Linked DNA regions of Gossypium arboreum: region 1 is linked to region 2. A link is a contact called in public Hi-C data. All regions are on one chromosome and are shown on one strand. Each heading gives the region's core, a stretch centred on a gene start, on an enhancer-like site or on the middle of the called end of the contact. The rest is flanking DNA. Distances are from core to core; before and after follow the strand shown. Region 1 holds the start of LOC108486492. Region 2 holds the start of LOC108485501.

What was found. A called contact is a pair of places that touch in the nucleus more often than the background predicts.
Region 1: a Hi-C map of leaf shows a contact between it and region 2, with 4 times the contacts expected there. The contact joins the promoter of LOC108486492 here to the promoter of LOC108485501 in region 2. A contact is called at or near these places in 3 of 5 Hi-C or Micro-C datasets (all in leaf).

What each region holds. Positions count from the first base shown.
Region 1 is chr6:92,795,322-92,803,016 of ASM2569848v2, forward strand. LOC108486492 reads left to right here and starts at 5,479. Exons shown (of 3, transcript XM_017790570.2): 1 at 5,479-5,993; 2 at 6,116-6,160; 3 at 6,273-6,874. The coding sequence starts at 5,837. The coding sequence ends at 6,535. LOC108485046 reads right to left here and starts at 3,443. Exons shown (of 1, transcript XM_017788906.1): 1 at 3,033-3,443. The coding sequence starts at 3,443. The coding sequence ends at 3,033.
Region 2 is chr6:92,431,843-92,439,340 of ASM2569848v2, forward strand. LOC108485501 reads right to left here and starts at 2,668. Exons shown (of 2, transcript XM_017789353.2): 1 at 2,274-2,668; 2 at 1,390-1,796. The coding sequence starts at 2,618. The coding sequence ends at 1,614. It overlaps LOC108486212 (coatomer subunit beta-1), which reads left to right. Exons shown (of 6, transcript XM_053029439.1): 4 at 1-17; 5 at 311-554; 6 at 632-932. The coding sequence ends at 515.

The DNA.
Region 1 (7,695 bases), core at 4,229-6,728, 370 kb after region 2:
TTCAATAAGTTGTAAAACTTGTGTTCTAGAAGCTTCAAGCATGAAATTGCATTGGATTATTAATTAGAGGTTCTTAAATAGCAATTTGACCAAGTTCTAAAATTTTGGGCAAAAATGGGCATGAATAGGAAACATTGGAAAGAAATGCCTTAAGGGCATTTTTATCTTTTGGTAAAGCAAAGAATAAAAAGGGAAAAATCAAGTAAAAATTGTGTCCATCTTCCTCCTTGTGTGCCGAAATTTGCAAGGGTTCCATGGCTAGGGTTTCAACTTTTCAAGCTTGATTGTAAGTGCTCCCTAGCCCCGTTTTTTATGTTTTTTGCATTTTTGAAGTCCTTGAAGCATGATCTATCCATTTCTAGCCATATTTTGAGCTAGGGTCCATGTATGGAATTTGACCCATGTGTGACATGTTTGTATTTTGATGTTTAATGAAAGAAAATGAAAGTTTGATGCGTGTTTAACATCTCATACTAAGTGATTTTTGATAGAAATGCATAAAAAGAACTTGTTTGTAAAAGGCATAAAAATGAGTAGTAAAAATGTAAAATAAAGGAAAACGTGGGCTAATATGGGCATGATATAGGTTCGGTCAGGCTTGGGTAACAAAGAAAATGAACAAATTTCATTTTATGAATCTAGGGACTAATTTGTAAATATGTGAAAGTTTAGGGGCAAAACTGTAATTTTTCCTAAATATAGTTTTTGGACTGATTTGAATAATGTGATGATTAAATGAGCTGAATTTGCTATTATAGATCAAGAAAAACGGAGTCCGGACATAGATTGGGGAAAGAGCAAGAGTTTGGACTAAATCAAATTAATTGTCCATATTTTGTACCTAGGTGAGTTCATGTGTAAATAATGCAATGTTGAATCATGTTTTAATGTTTTATTAATGTATGAGTTTCTATGTTTAATTATTATGACGAGTGCATGAATGACTTTATGGTCAATGAGAATGACAGTGTGAAGGAGTTCGACGAATACGAGTTATCGAGAAAATCCCGTTTGAACCTTAGGAATAATGTAGGATACAATGGGACATGTCATTAGGAACTATGTGATTATGAGATCATGAGATTATGTGTATATGTGACTATGTGAATCTAGGTACTGGTCTTGTACGTTCTAACGATGGCTGGGTTGCCCAGCATGTGTTGCGGGTACCTGTCAGCTTGTATGAGCAGCCCGTGTAGTTACGTCCTGACTATCAGCTTGTGTGAATAAGCCCGTGATTAGCTCGAGAGCAAGCAATGTGTGATTTTGACATGAGGTAGCATGTGGCTACGTTTAAAGCACTATGTGCAAGTCTTTCATGTATCCGATAGTATTCCGAGTGTTCAATGGGTAAACCTGTGAGTTATTCGACTAGTCAATGATGAGGAAATATGACAATGTGTTATGAGCCGGTACAGGTATGTACGAAAAACTCATATGAATGAGCTCGGTATGTGATGAACTTTTGTTAAGATTGAAAATGCATAAGTTATGTTTTCAAATTTAAGCTATGCCTATGAATTTATGATAACACAAAAGTAAACTATGCTATGTCAATGGTATTTATATATATGATTATGTTGCTATTTATTTGCATGTTAACTTACTAAGCTTTATGCTTACTCCCCTCTCTTTTTCATTTTCTTATAGTATCACCAAGCTAGCTCAGGAATCGATGGACGTTGGAGGCTTGATTACACTATCAACTGGACATTGGGTATAGTTAGTCTCAACATTTTAAGTATGGCATGTATAGGGACTTGGTCTTTTTGTTATATGTCATATTGGTCTAGCCAAATATGATGGCTTATGGTAATATTTGATTCATTTTGTATATAGCCATGTAATATGGTTCATATTGATTATTTGGGTTGTAACCCTAATCAACTATGCATGCATGCAATATATTATGCTCGACGAGATTGCTTGTGGAAGAGATGTGTGATGAATGGCACATATGCTAAATGAATGAATCATGGTTAATAATTATTACCAAAACTATGGTATAATTGAGTAAATTGAAAATAGGTTTAGCATGATGAATGAATATGAAATTGGTGTGGAATGCCATATGAAAGCATGATGGTTTGGATAGGAGGTATTTTGACATTACAAAAGCATGGGTTAATCAGGTTTATGAGTATTTGAGTAACTAATCATACTATGTTGCATGCCATCAAAGAGGAATGAGTGAATGAGCATTTAAGGGTGTCAAATGGCTTGGAAAATAGCCTTAAAGTTGTCCACACAGCTTGTGTGTCTAAGCCGTGTGGACACACAATTTGCCAATGGGCGTGTGAGCTGGCCATGTGTCCCCTGCACTTTAATTAATGCAAAAAAGATTGCCCAGTAGTAAACACACGGTCAAAGACACGGGTGTGTGTCTCTACCGTGTGAAGGGCACTGCCTTAGGATATGGGCGTGTGCCCAAGCCGTGTGAAGTTTACACCTGATTTTGGAATTTAATTCGCCACACGGTCTGAGCATACAGACGTGTGACTTGGCCATGTGACCTTATTTTGGTTGATGACGTCATAGTCAGAGAGTTACACAGACTGAGGACACGGGCGTGTCCCAAGCCACACAGGCATGTGTGATCACATAGCCTACCCACACGGGCGTGTGACTCTCTAAAATAAGAAAAATTTTCTACGTGTCAAAAAGGTTCTAAAAGTTCTCGATGTAGTCCCAAACCGCTCCCTGTGTATGTTTTGGGCCTTGTAGGCCCTTTTAAGGGAAAAATTGCATGTGATTGAAAGGTTTCAAATTGGATGAAGTTTTATGGTTTAGATTTGTATGCTTGTTTACGTTTAATTCCGGTAATTCATCAAACCCTATCCTGGCGTCAGATACGGGTAAGGGGTGTTACATTTTCAAAGTAGTTCTTTAAATCTTTCTCAAGCTTTAAATCTTTCTCAAGCTTCATATAACGTTTCATCCTCTATTTTTCGAAAAGACATGATGTTATGTCTAAGCTTGACATTCATGTTTGGCAGATTATACCATAACAAAAACCTTTGGCAAAGATCATTCTATGATGCCACTGTCCTCGATGGCAAAACATTCAACCATGCTCTTGCTCGGTCTCTCAAGGAATATGGAAACAATTTAAGTCTCTGGGCATCTTCAGGAACACCCTGTTGTCTAAACGAGTCATAGAATTCTAGGAAAAGTCTTAAATGCAATCGTGGATTTGCAGTAGGCAACCCACTAAACTGTCCCAGTGTTTGGAACATCTGAAACATCATCGATTTCAACTCAAAATGCTGAGCTTGAATGTGTGGTTTAACTATCCCTAAATTCAAATCACCCAAAATTAGCACAACATGTTCACTAATTGGCCTGTCTCGGTCGTCTATCACGTGATGAATAGAAAGATCAACATCCTGACCATTTGGATTTAATGGATCATTCAGACCAGGATCATTCCTGTCCCTAGCCATGCTACACACTTATCTTCTCATTTTTCTCAAAGTTCTTTCGATCTCAGGGTCAAAAGGATATTCTTCATTAGTAGGAATGCCTCTACTCATGCACTGATAACAAACCTATAAAAATTAAATACAACTGAATGGAAATAAATAAAATAACCAAACCAAATTTCACTAAATTGCCAATCCCCAGCAACAACGCCAAAAACTTATTGCGTGTGAATATGCTAAGCGAATTGTACAAGTGTACAAGTCGAATCAAGTAATAAAGTGATAAGTGAGATCGACTCCACATGGATTAGATAGGTTTAATTTGGTAAGCTATTATGGTAAAGCGAGATTGATGCTAAGGCAAAAGCAGTAATAAAACTGTAATGACAAATTAGGAGAATAATGATGAATAAAATGTACGAAACAATCAAAGAAACAATTAAAGTTGTGAAAATAAAGATGCTAAGGCAAAGATTAAAAGATCTATGATGTTGATCCGTAAGGCTGGGATTTCTAAGATTCCACCAGTATTAACCAATAATGTTATTGAAAAAGTAAAAATAATCTCAAGATTTAATTTTTATAACGATAATAATTTAAATTATAGTCAATACGAATAAGACCAAAAATTTAATATTTAAAATAAACTTGAATGGTTTGATATTACAAATTATAATTTTAGCTTTACTCTTAAAAAGGAGTTAGAATATATTTAAAGATTAAAAAAGGAAAAAACACTATGTAAATTAAGTTATTAAAAAATGCATAAAGAAAAGTTGTATAACAAAATATGATTTCAATAATATGTTTAATATCTTTCTAAAGAAATATCTAATATATATTATATATGAAATTCAAATTTCAATAATTAAAATGAGTGTACAAATGAATGTGTAAAATTTAAATTTTACGAACTTGAAGCACATATTTATATTTTCCAATATTGGATATTAAAAGCTGTATATAAGGACTTAATATTAAGAAAAAGTGAAACGAACTAAGTATATTTAAATTTATATTTTTTTCGTAATCTATGACATATTAATTATAGCAAAATTATTGATATATATGATCTTTGTTATATGAATGGTTTAATATTACATTTGGTACCTAAACTTGACACTTTTCCTAATTTGGTATCTAATCTTTTTTTTGAGCCCAATCTGGTACCTGAACTTGACATTTTTTTCTGTACCTAAACTTTTTTTAGGTTCAATTTGGTACCTAAATTTATTAAATTTTATACAAATTACGCAAAACACTAACAGTGTTTTTTTTTTTGTTATGCTACAAAAATATTGTTAGTATTAGAGGAAATTTATGTTAAAAAATAGGTATTGAGTTATGCTTAACTAATTAATATTAAATAAGAAAAAATTTTAAAACCCCAAATTAAAAGAAATTTATTATTTTCAATTAATAAAATAATTAATTAAATAAGAAAACTAAAAGTAACTGAACATATATAATACAAAAGAAAATCATATCATCTATCACATTTCGGTCATACATTGATTATTTTTGCTACCTCATAAAAAAATAACACTGTTAGTGTATTGGAGTCATTTGTAAAACATTTGAAAAGTACCAAATCAAAAAAAAAAAAGATTAGATACCAAATTAGAAAAAATAGTCAAGTTTAGGTACCAAATTAGACCCCAAAAAAGTTTAAGTACCAACTTAAGAAAAAGTGTCAAGTTTAGGTACTAAATTGGACCAAAAATAGTTTAGGTACCAAATTAGAAAAAATGTCAAATTCAGGTACCAAATGTTATATTAAACCTATATGAATTGATATTCAATTTTGATATATTTTTAAAAGGAAATTAGATTGAAAAAATATTCAATTTAAACTTTAGTCAATAAAAACACATGGGAAATAATTAACATGGCAAATGACAATTTTTTAACTATGCCACATTAGAATGCTTTCATTAATTGTAACTTTTTCTTTTTTTTTAAATGAACCTGGGTTGTATTATTAAAAGAAAAAACCAAACAAAATTCAAAACATTAAAACGGCCCAATGACCATAAGTGGCCCGCCAGTCCTTTGCAGAAAATAAATAAAATAAGAAATGAGATGAAGAGACAACCCAGTATTAATGAGCTGGTGTTTTCTAGAAATCTCTCTAAAATATCTCATTCATCATTAACAGCTTCTGGAGAAGAACAAAAGACTGGTAGCAATTAAGTTTTCTTCTCTAAATCATAAACCTTTTGGTATTCTTCATCCCCATCCCCGATCTATCTCTGCTTCTGTGATTCCTTCATCAACTGTTTTGTGAGCAAGGTAAGCATTTCCTACCATTTTTAAGCCTTTTGATGCCAGATCGTGCTCTTTCTCATTTGCTTTTCGTCTTATATAATGAAACTTGCTCTCAGAAAATCTTACTCAGTTTTTGAATGTCTTGAATGTATGCACCTATTATCGATTTATCCCTGCTTTTGTTTTGGGCTTTTTTTATCACTGTCAAGGAGTCCCCTTCAATATCGACAAATTTTAATCCCAAATCCCTGCCTAGTATAACCGTCTGTAAACATGCAACGGCTTTGGCTACAAACCCTAAAGGTATATTCTCATGAGTTATGGTTTTTGTGGCTAAGATTTCCCCACTCCAATCTCTGACTATGAGTCCCAAACATGATCTTTGCATTTTGAGGTCAACTGTTGCGTCAAAATTGATTTTGCAGAAACCCTTCTCCAGAGGCCTCCATTTTGCAACTATTGGACTAAAGGCAAGCTTTTTTCGATTAATGTTGTTTAGATCTTGTAAGTACTTTAAAGTAAATTTTGTTGTTTCTGCACCTGATATTTTTTGACCTTTGTGAATCTATTTGTTCCTAGCAGACCAGATAACCCAGATGGTGCAAATAAAAGTTTGGCAGATATCAGTATTACTGTTTAATACAATCCAGGTAAACCATTCCATGAATTCCATAGTAGATGTATCCTCAGGCCAGACAAATTTTAAGTTATCCCATGTTTCCTTTAAGACAACACATTCGCGGAAGACGTGTTCTCTATTCTCCACTCCTTGCAGACACCTCGGGCAGACGGATTCATTAATAATTAACCTTTTAGTTCTTAGATTTGCTAATGTAGGAAGGTAGTTTAGAGTGGCTCTCCAAGCTATAATTATTAATTTTGAGGGGAGATCACTATTCCACTATTTTTTTGTAGCATTTCCTATTTTCATTCGGGTTGTTTCTATTGTTATTGATAGAATTACCATGTAATAATAATTTATACCCACTCCTTACATGTACTCGCCTGTTGATTCACCTCTCCAAGCCAGAAAAATCATCCTGTGGAGAGTAAGCTATCGGGATTTGGAGAATTCTCTAAGCATCTTCTTCAGAAAAGGTATCTTTAATTAGCTTTGTTTTTCATGATCTAGTGTTGCCATCAATCAGGTCTGCTACCTTCAATATATTTTGGCTTCTGACTAATTGTTGAATATGCAAATTTTTTCCATTTGGAGCCCATACATCTTCTTCAACTCTAATATTCCATCCATTGCCCACCCTCCAGCATAGTCCTGTTTGCAAAAGACCTTTTGCAGCCCATATACTTTTTCAAGTATATAAAGGTAAATTCCCTAGCTCTGAGTTTAGAAAATCAGAATTCGGGTAATATTTGGCTTTTAACGTTTGTGCTAGAAAAGATTTAGGATTTTCAATCAATCTCCATCCTAGCTTTGCGAGGATGGCCAAATCAAACTTTGCAAAATTACGATAATTAAGACCACCAAACTCCTTTGATTCGTATAAGTTATTCCATGAGCACCAATGTATCCCCCATTTCCCATAACCTTTTTTTCCACGAAAACTTGGATATTATTTGTTCCATAACTTCACATATTGACTTCGGTAATAAAAAGCATCCCATTGTATAGGTTGGAATTGCTTGTAACACAGCTTTAATAAAAATTTCTTTTCCCCTTGCGATAGTAATCGAGAACTCCAATAGTCAATTTTTACTTTAATACGGTCTTTAAGGTGTTGGAATGCTAGCCTTTTCCTCCTACCTACCATATTTGGAAAGCCCACATATTTCTCTAAATTGTTTTTCCATTTGACCCCTAGCCTATCTGAAATAGCTGAATGAATTATTTCAGTTGTATTTGAGTTAAAGAAAACTATCGACTTTCCATAATTGATGCATTGCCCCGAGCATACTTCATATTCCTTTAAAACCTTTTCAAAAGTTTCTGTACCTTTTTTAGTTGCTTCCCCAAATAAAACACAATCATCCGTAAAAAGGAGGTGAA
Region 2 (7,498 bases), core at 1,418-3,917:
AAGTGCCTCACTGCACCGTAAGTTTTTTTGTTTAGAAATATTATATAAATTTGAAAATAAACCGAGCATCCTTTGGTTCTGTGTACTAAGCTGTAGGTTGCACATGATTAAGAATACAGCCTGATATATGATTTATAATATGGTCACTTTATTGTTGTGAAAAAGGTATTTGAATCTGTTATCAGTTTGTAGAATGATAACCTTATTTTGGTTTTGCAATACATCTGTTTGAACACAGAAGCAAATTCACTCAAGTGAGATCCTCATTGATTATTCTTGAATCCTTTTTGCTGGCTGGTTTGCGTTTCAGATCTGCGCTAGATGGTGAGTGTGGATTCCTGGCTGCGAACTTGTACGCAAAGAGCGTGTTTGGGGAGGATGCGTTGGTAAACGTGAGCATTGAGAAGCAAGCTGATGGGAAACTGAGTGGGTACATCCGGATAAGGAGCAAGACCCAGGGGATTGCTTTGAGTCTCGGGGACAAGATCACTCTTAAGCAAAAGGGAGGCAGTTGATGCAATAATATTTCGAGATAAATTGTTTCATCGATACCGGTAGTCATTGTTAGTTAAATCTCCTATTGAATTTTGAAATGCATAGTAATTTTGGTGTTTTCTGTTTAAAAATACAGGATATTTAGGTCCTCTTGTTGTGAAAAAATGGCTGGGCTGCCTTCAATCGTCAATAGTGTTGTGTTAGCTATCAGCAGATGAGGGGCACCAAAGACTTTGACATTTGTTGTATTTGGAGTTTGCATATTTGGTAACTAAAAAGGATCATTGAATCCATAGCTAAAATAGTGCTTTTTGGCAATGTTAAAACGGGAATTTTAAATTTTATTTCGCTGATTCTTTGAAGAGTGTTCCACTCAGACATCTATTAGAAGTTCCTTCGCTCGATAATAAAGGTTATCCTTAAGAGTTGTAAATGAACATTACGTTCGGTTCAATGAGTATTGTTTTTGTCCATTTATCAAATTAAATTAATAATAACAAAATTTGAAGGCTCATTCGATTCATTTATGTTTATAAATAAGTTCTTTTTTATATTCATTTACTAAATTGTCTGTTGTTCAATTATTATATAATATAATTATTAAAATTTAGACATGATTGTTTTACATATAAAAGAGACTTGTTTGTTTATCAACATTATTTGTGACAATATTCATGAACATGAACAAGTTAATTATTAAGAAACATACCATTTTAAAATTATTAACAAACATGAATCAAGTAGTAATTATTAACAAACACATAACTTAAAATAAACAAATTATTCGTTCATTTACGGCCTAGCTATCCTTATCCTTGCTTGCGCTTGTATGCTGTTTTGTGATTTATAATCTGAATTAAATTCAAGTAGGACTATCCAAATCGGAACTAAAACTACACAAATTAGAGTGTGCATTTCATCTTTTATTTATTAAAAACAAGCCAATCTTCTTGAGTTCAGAGAGAGTCCTAGGCAAATAGCTCTAGCTGCTTCAATACTGTATAAAAATTTAAACTCGTACAGGGAACATATGTCAAAAGAATCATAAGTTTAGAACAAAAGAGGGTTTCAACAGAATCAAGCTAAATTATTATGATTTAGAACCCACCATCAAACAATCACTTGCAAAGTTTCAATTTCTTGAAAAACGGCGATACCATGGACTTGGGGTAGGGTTTTGTAGCCAGGCAAGTTGGGAAGTTTTCAGGATGTTCAATCCACAGTTTATGAGCAATACCCGCCGCCAACAGCTTTTCTGACAAGTTCAATATCTGGGTTTCTCCCTTCACCTCAAGTGTTACCTACATGTTCCAAAACCTCACCACTTAGCTCATCATCCACAACTCTAGATACAGCAGCAAATCACCCTACAATTAACACCTCATGGTTTTCATTGTTATGCTATATTTACGACAGTGTAAGAACAGAATTGGATAGATATCCAAAATGTTTGTCTTGCATTAAACACCGTTGTTGGATAGTTTTATGGGATAAATGCCTCTCTCTTTTTTTCTCAGTTCTGCTATGGGATTATTTGTAACTTAAAAATGATCAATTCTCATTACGTTTGGGTGGATAAAACTCCAAGTAAATCGAAGGTCTACAACAAACCCAATATGAGAAGAGAAAACAATGTGCCACAATGAGGATTGCCTCCAATTGACCAAAAATCATAAACAGGGTTTTTCAAAGCAATACACTATGCTCTGTTGAATGTAAAAGAAATCATTCATGGTGGGAAAAAGAAGAAGAAGAATAAACACAAGAACATTGGTTACCTTGTGCATAGAGTCAATGTTATCAGGGCTGCAATACTGGAGGGTGTGGGGGTCTTCCTTGTGAGACCAAATGGCACTGACCGAAGCATGGCATCCCTGCGTCACCACGCTCCCCAAAGGCCACTTGTCTATTAAGTCTCTCCGAAGCACCACGTACTGCAGCAGCACATCGTCGTCGGTCGGAGGATCGGTTTTGGTGGCGACAGGTTCGGAGCTTTGTAGACTCATTGAGGTCGAAAGGTTCCGAGAGGGATGAACCCTAATATTAGAAAAGCTTCTCGGGGAAGGGCGGAAGCAACCAAGGAATGTGGGAAAGGAACACGCAGGTTGAGCTAGTGCGGCCATCGACCCCTAAAAACGCTGCGTTGCGTAACTTGGTTGTGGAATTTCGTATTGAGAATTATAAAGGTATTGGGCCGGATTTATGGATTGGACTGCCTCTTTGTAAAATGTAATGATTTCACTCTCCAATTAAAATCTTACCAAATTCACATATTACCGCTTGGATTTCAATTTCTCGCAACTTTAATTCACAACATGAAATAATCATTCTATTCACCAAAAAAAAATTGAAACTAAATATAATAATACATCAAATATGTATGGTATTAAAATAAAAATAGATTAATTTGTGAGTAAAATAAAATTTAAACATGTGAATGCATCATATTAATAGTACTAAATGTACTATGATTATTTATCATTAGCGTCGAATTGACCTATGATATCAACTTAAAACTCAATCAACAATATTATGAATACTAGAAAATTCTATAACACGCATATATATGTAGAAATTACATATTTAAAACATAGAAGTGTGTTTAAAAATAACATACAATAAATAATTAAACGTATGGTTTAAAATTAACTAATAATAACACATGAAATGCATACAATACTAAAATGAAAAAAGAGATTAAATTGTGAGTAAATTAAAATTTAAATACTTAAGCATATTACAATTATTTATCATGGTGTTGTTATGTTGTTATCATCAATCCTGAGTTAGCGTCAAGTTGACTTGTGACACCAACTCAGTCAATAATATTATTGTAACACCTCAAAATTTTTTATGCCATAACTCGTAACAAAGTAGCTAAGTAAAAAAAATTCTGAGTACGAGTGTCAGTTAAATGTAAATTATTGATTAGTTAAATACGACATCGGGGAAAGATATCAAAACTAAATGTGATATACTAGCAGTAAAATAACTGATGGACCAACCACGGGAGTTAGGTGAGATGGCAAGTGTAACAGCCTAATTTAGACCCTAGTCAGAACGGTGGTTTCGGGACCACGAATCCGAGTCAAAAAAATATTTTAAAATTATTTTCTGTGTTTATTATGTGTGAATTTATATCTGTGAAATTTTTGTGATTTAATTTTGTTGTTTGAGTGCCCAATTAAATAAAAGGACTTAATCGAGTAAATTGAAAACTTGATAGTTTATTGTATAAGGACCGAATTGTTATTGGATTTGAAAATTGAAGCATTTAATTTGCAAATAGACCATCGGACTTAGTGATGGCCGGTTGTACCCTTATTATATATGTTTTAGCTATTAATTATAAAAGGTTAAAATGGTAAAATATGAAATAATAATATGTTAGTATATATGTTATATTATATGATAATTAAAATAAGCTTTTCATACTTCTTCTTCTTGCCGAAACTTAACAAAAAGAAAAGAAATAATAGAAGCTAGGGTTTGGTCATCTCTTAAGCTCAATCAAGATCAAGAATCAAAGAAATCAGATTTGGATCGGGGAAAAATAAAAGTTGTCGACTAGTCGTCCCACTCTGTTTTACATCGTCCGAGGTAAGTTTATAAGGAAATAGACATACTTAATTTTAATTAAAAGCAAATTATATATGCTGAAATGAAATATGTGAAATTATATCTACAATAGCCGATTGTATACAAGCTTGGTTACTATATTTTTGAATTTGTTTCGACCGAGTTATGACGTCTGAAAGCCCCGTGTGAACCTTAGGAATAACTAGGATACATATGTCATGACATAGGATTCCGATAGGTGATGTGCGAGTAAGACCATGGCATCGATATGTGATTCCGATATATGTGTGCGAGTAAGACCCTGTTTAGGACAGTGGCATCGATATCTAATAACATGTAAGACCACGTCTGGGACGTTGGCATTGTACAATATATGTGTGATAATCTGAGTGTCCTATCCAATTCCGAATGGTTCAACGGGCAAACATAAGTTGTGATCAAATGTGTAAAACGTGCTAAATGGCCAAGTATGAATTAGCTTGTTATCTATTGAAATAAGGTAAGTATGTGACTTGATACTTGTTACAAATTATGTGTGATGCAAATGAGAAATACATGTGAATTTAGTAAGAGTATTCGGCCTTATGAATAAATGATATAAATCTTATGGAATTGATTCTTAGAAATAAGTAAAAATGACCATGTATATTCGGCCAAATAAGAAGTATATGTACATAATGTAATATTATGATTCTTGAGCTTGTTTATATGAGTATATGAATAATTGATTAAATAATGACATTATGACTTTGAAAGTTGAATGACCTTTGGTAAATTTGATTATGTGAGCCTTAAAGTAGGAAATGTGTGTGAAAGTGTATTATTTATGAAATTTGTAAAATTGAGATTAGGCATGGTAATGATAATGTAATTCGGTTAGTTAAAATGAGTTGATTATATCATAGGGTTGTTTATTTGTTTATGACTTACTAAGCTATAAAAGCTTACTCTGTGTATATGTGTGTTTCTGTTTTATAGATTTTGGATTCGAATTACGAGCTCGGGAATCGTCAGCCAAGTCTATCATACTATTGACTGCCTTCGGTATTTTAAATAGCGAACTTTCGAACCTATGGCATGTATAGGCTGGATTATGTTTTGGAATGTGTTATTTTGGTCTATGTATAATGGGAGCCATGTGAAAATGGTTTAATTTCTATGCTTGAGTTCGATTTTGGTTAAATTATGGTTTAATTCTATTTTGATTATCATGCCGTGTGCCACGGTTGATTATAATTTGTGTTATGTGCTTGTATTTGGAGGTGGTATGGATGAATTGGTTATGTTATATATGTTTGATCTTGGTCTGAGCTTATATCGAGAGTGTATCCAAATTATATGATGTTTTTGAAGCTTATTATGTGTTTTTGAGCTAAAGTACATCATGTGTTAATTAGGTAAAAGTCAAGACATATGCATGATGTGTATTCGTTGTTTACTTATGGACTAATTTAATGATATGAATAACACTTAATTTGTTTGTCATGGTAAATAAAACATATTGAGACTTAGATTCATATGAGGGGATTGAATCAATGAAAAAGGATATGTGTATCTTGGTATTCGGTCATGATATGTTAGTTGAGCTCTTATATGTTGTTACATATATATATATATATATATATATATGTGTGTGTGTGTGTGCGCTTATATTGTGGTTGGTATGTACATGTGTATGACTATACAAAATTGTTAATTACTTGTAAATTTACTAATAGGTGCAAAAGAACTAAGTTAGCCGAATAGATAAGGAAAATAAAAAAATGAGTTTAACACTTGACTTTCGGCAAAGTTGGTTTTACTTATGAATTTGAGTATTAATGTGTATTAATATACGGAATGTGAAAACTCATATTGACTAATTAGGAAATGTCCATAAATGAATGACAAGTTGGTATTGAAATTTATTTTATTTGAATTACAATTTGTGCACGTGCAAGACTATTATAAGAATGGGCTTGATATTCGATTAATGAAATTGTTGATTTGTTATACGTTCTATATGTAAATATTTAATTTGTTTGGTATATGCTGAATTATGTTTTAATTATGTTATCAAATGAACGATATGAAGTTTAAGATTTGATATTTGAAAATGATATGAGTATTGATGTGGTTATAATTTTGAGTTGTAAAATGTAATGCATATTTGTATGAACTGTGATATGATTGATAATACTTCATAACCCTAGTCCGGTGACGGATTTGGGTTAGGGGTGTTACAGCAAGTGTCTCTCCTACCTTAACCAGTGGTCAAGGGCTTGATCCTCGTCTTGGGTATGGAGCAGCTTTAAAACTCGTGGCTAGTATTAGTTACTGGGCTCGCTCCAATAGATACATTGAGAAATAAAAAAAAAACTTATGGACCAAGTTGGAGGACGAAAATTGTAATACTCACTTTTCGCCATTATTGAAAAAAATTGATTTTGGATCAAAATTTCTTAGACTAAGTTGTTTTGAAAAGTTATTATTATTATTATTATTATTATTATTATTATTATTATCTTATTAAGTGGATGTCCATCAAGATCAAGATTTCAATTCTAATAATCTATAGAATTAGATCTCTACTTCATTTATACTTTTTATGCCTATAAATAGAAATTTTGAAGAAGCACTGTAATCATCCCATTAATCAAAAAAATACATTCTCTATTTCTTCTCATATTTTCTTTGTTTTTTACTCTCTCTATCTCTCTTTATTTTACAACACATTATCAGCACAATCTTGCTCAAAGTGATAAAACCTTTTATCAACGATCAAATTTATTCTCTATGATTTTCAAGATATTAGATGACAAGATGCAAAGTTTTTGCAGGAAATTTCTTTTATTTAATGCTTCATATTTGATTATTTTTGGCTAATTCATGATCAATTATAATTATTTTGATTAACTTATTTTATTTTTATGTTATTAAGGATGGTGAAGGATTTGATACTATTATCTATATGAAATTGTGAAATAATATCCATTCTCAAAGTTTGCTATTGATAAATTTTGATTGGATTTAAGGTCTACTATTGGAATTTAAATTTGCTTACTTGTTGATAAAACCATCAAAACTTCGTTAAACAAGAAAGGTACACCAACTTAATTAGATATCTATCTTTACACTTTTCTCAATAATAGTATCTTTAGATATTAAATTAATTTGATAAATGGTTTAAATATTTGAGATGATTTTATTTTAAGTTTTGGTTCCATGTATTACTTATGGTTTCAAACATCTTATTTGTTCATGAAAATGAATATTTATTGATTTCTTTATGTTGCTATAGTAGATTTTATAATTAAATTATGTATTTGGCTAAAAATATATTAGTATGTAAATTTGTGTTGATAAACCTATGAAATTTATGATTGTTCAGATTTCATTTAGGGTCCGTTTGTTTATATGTAAAAGTTTTTATTGAAAATGTTTT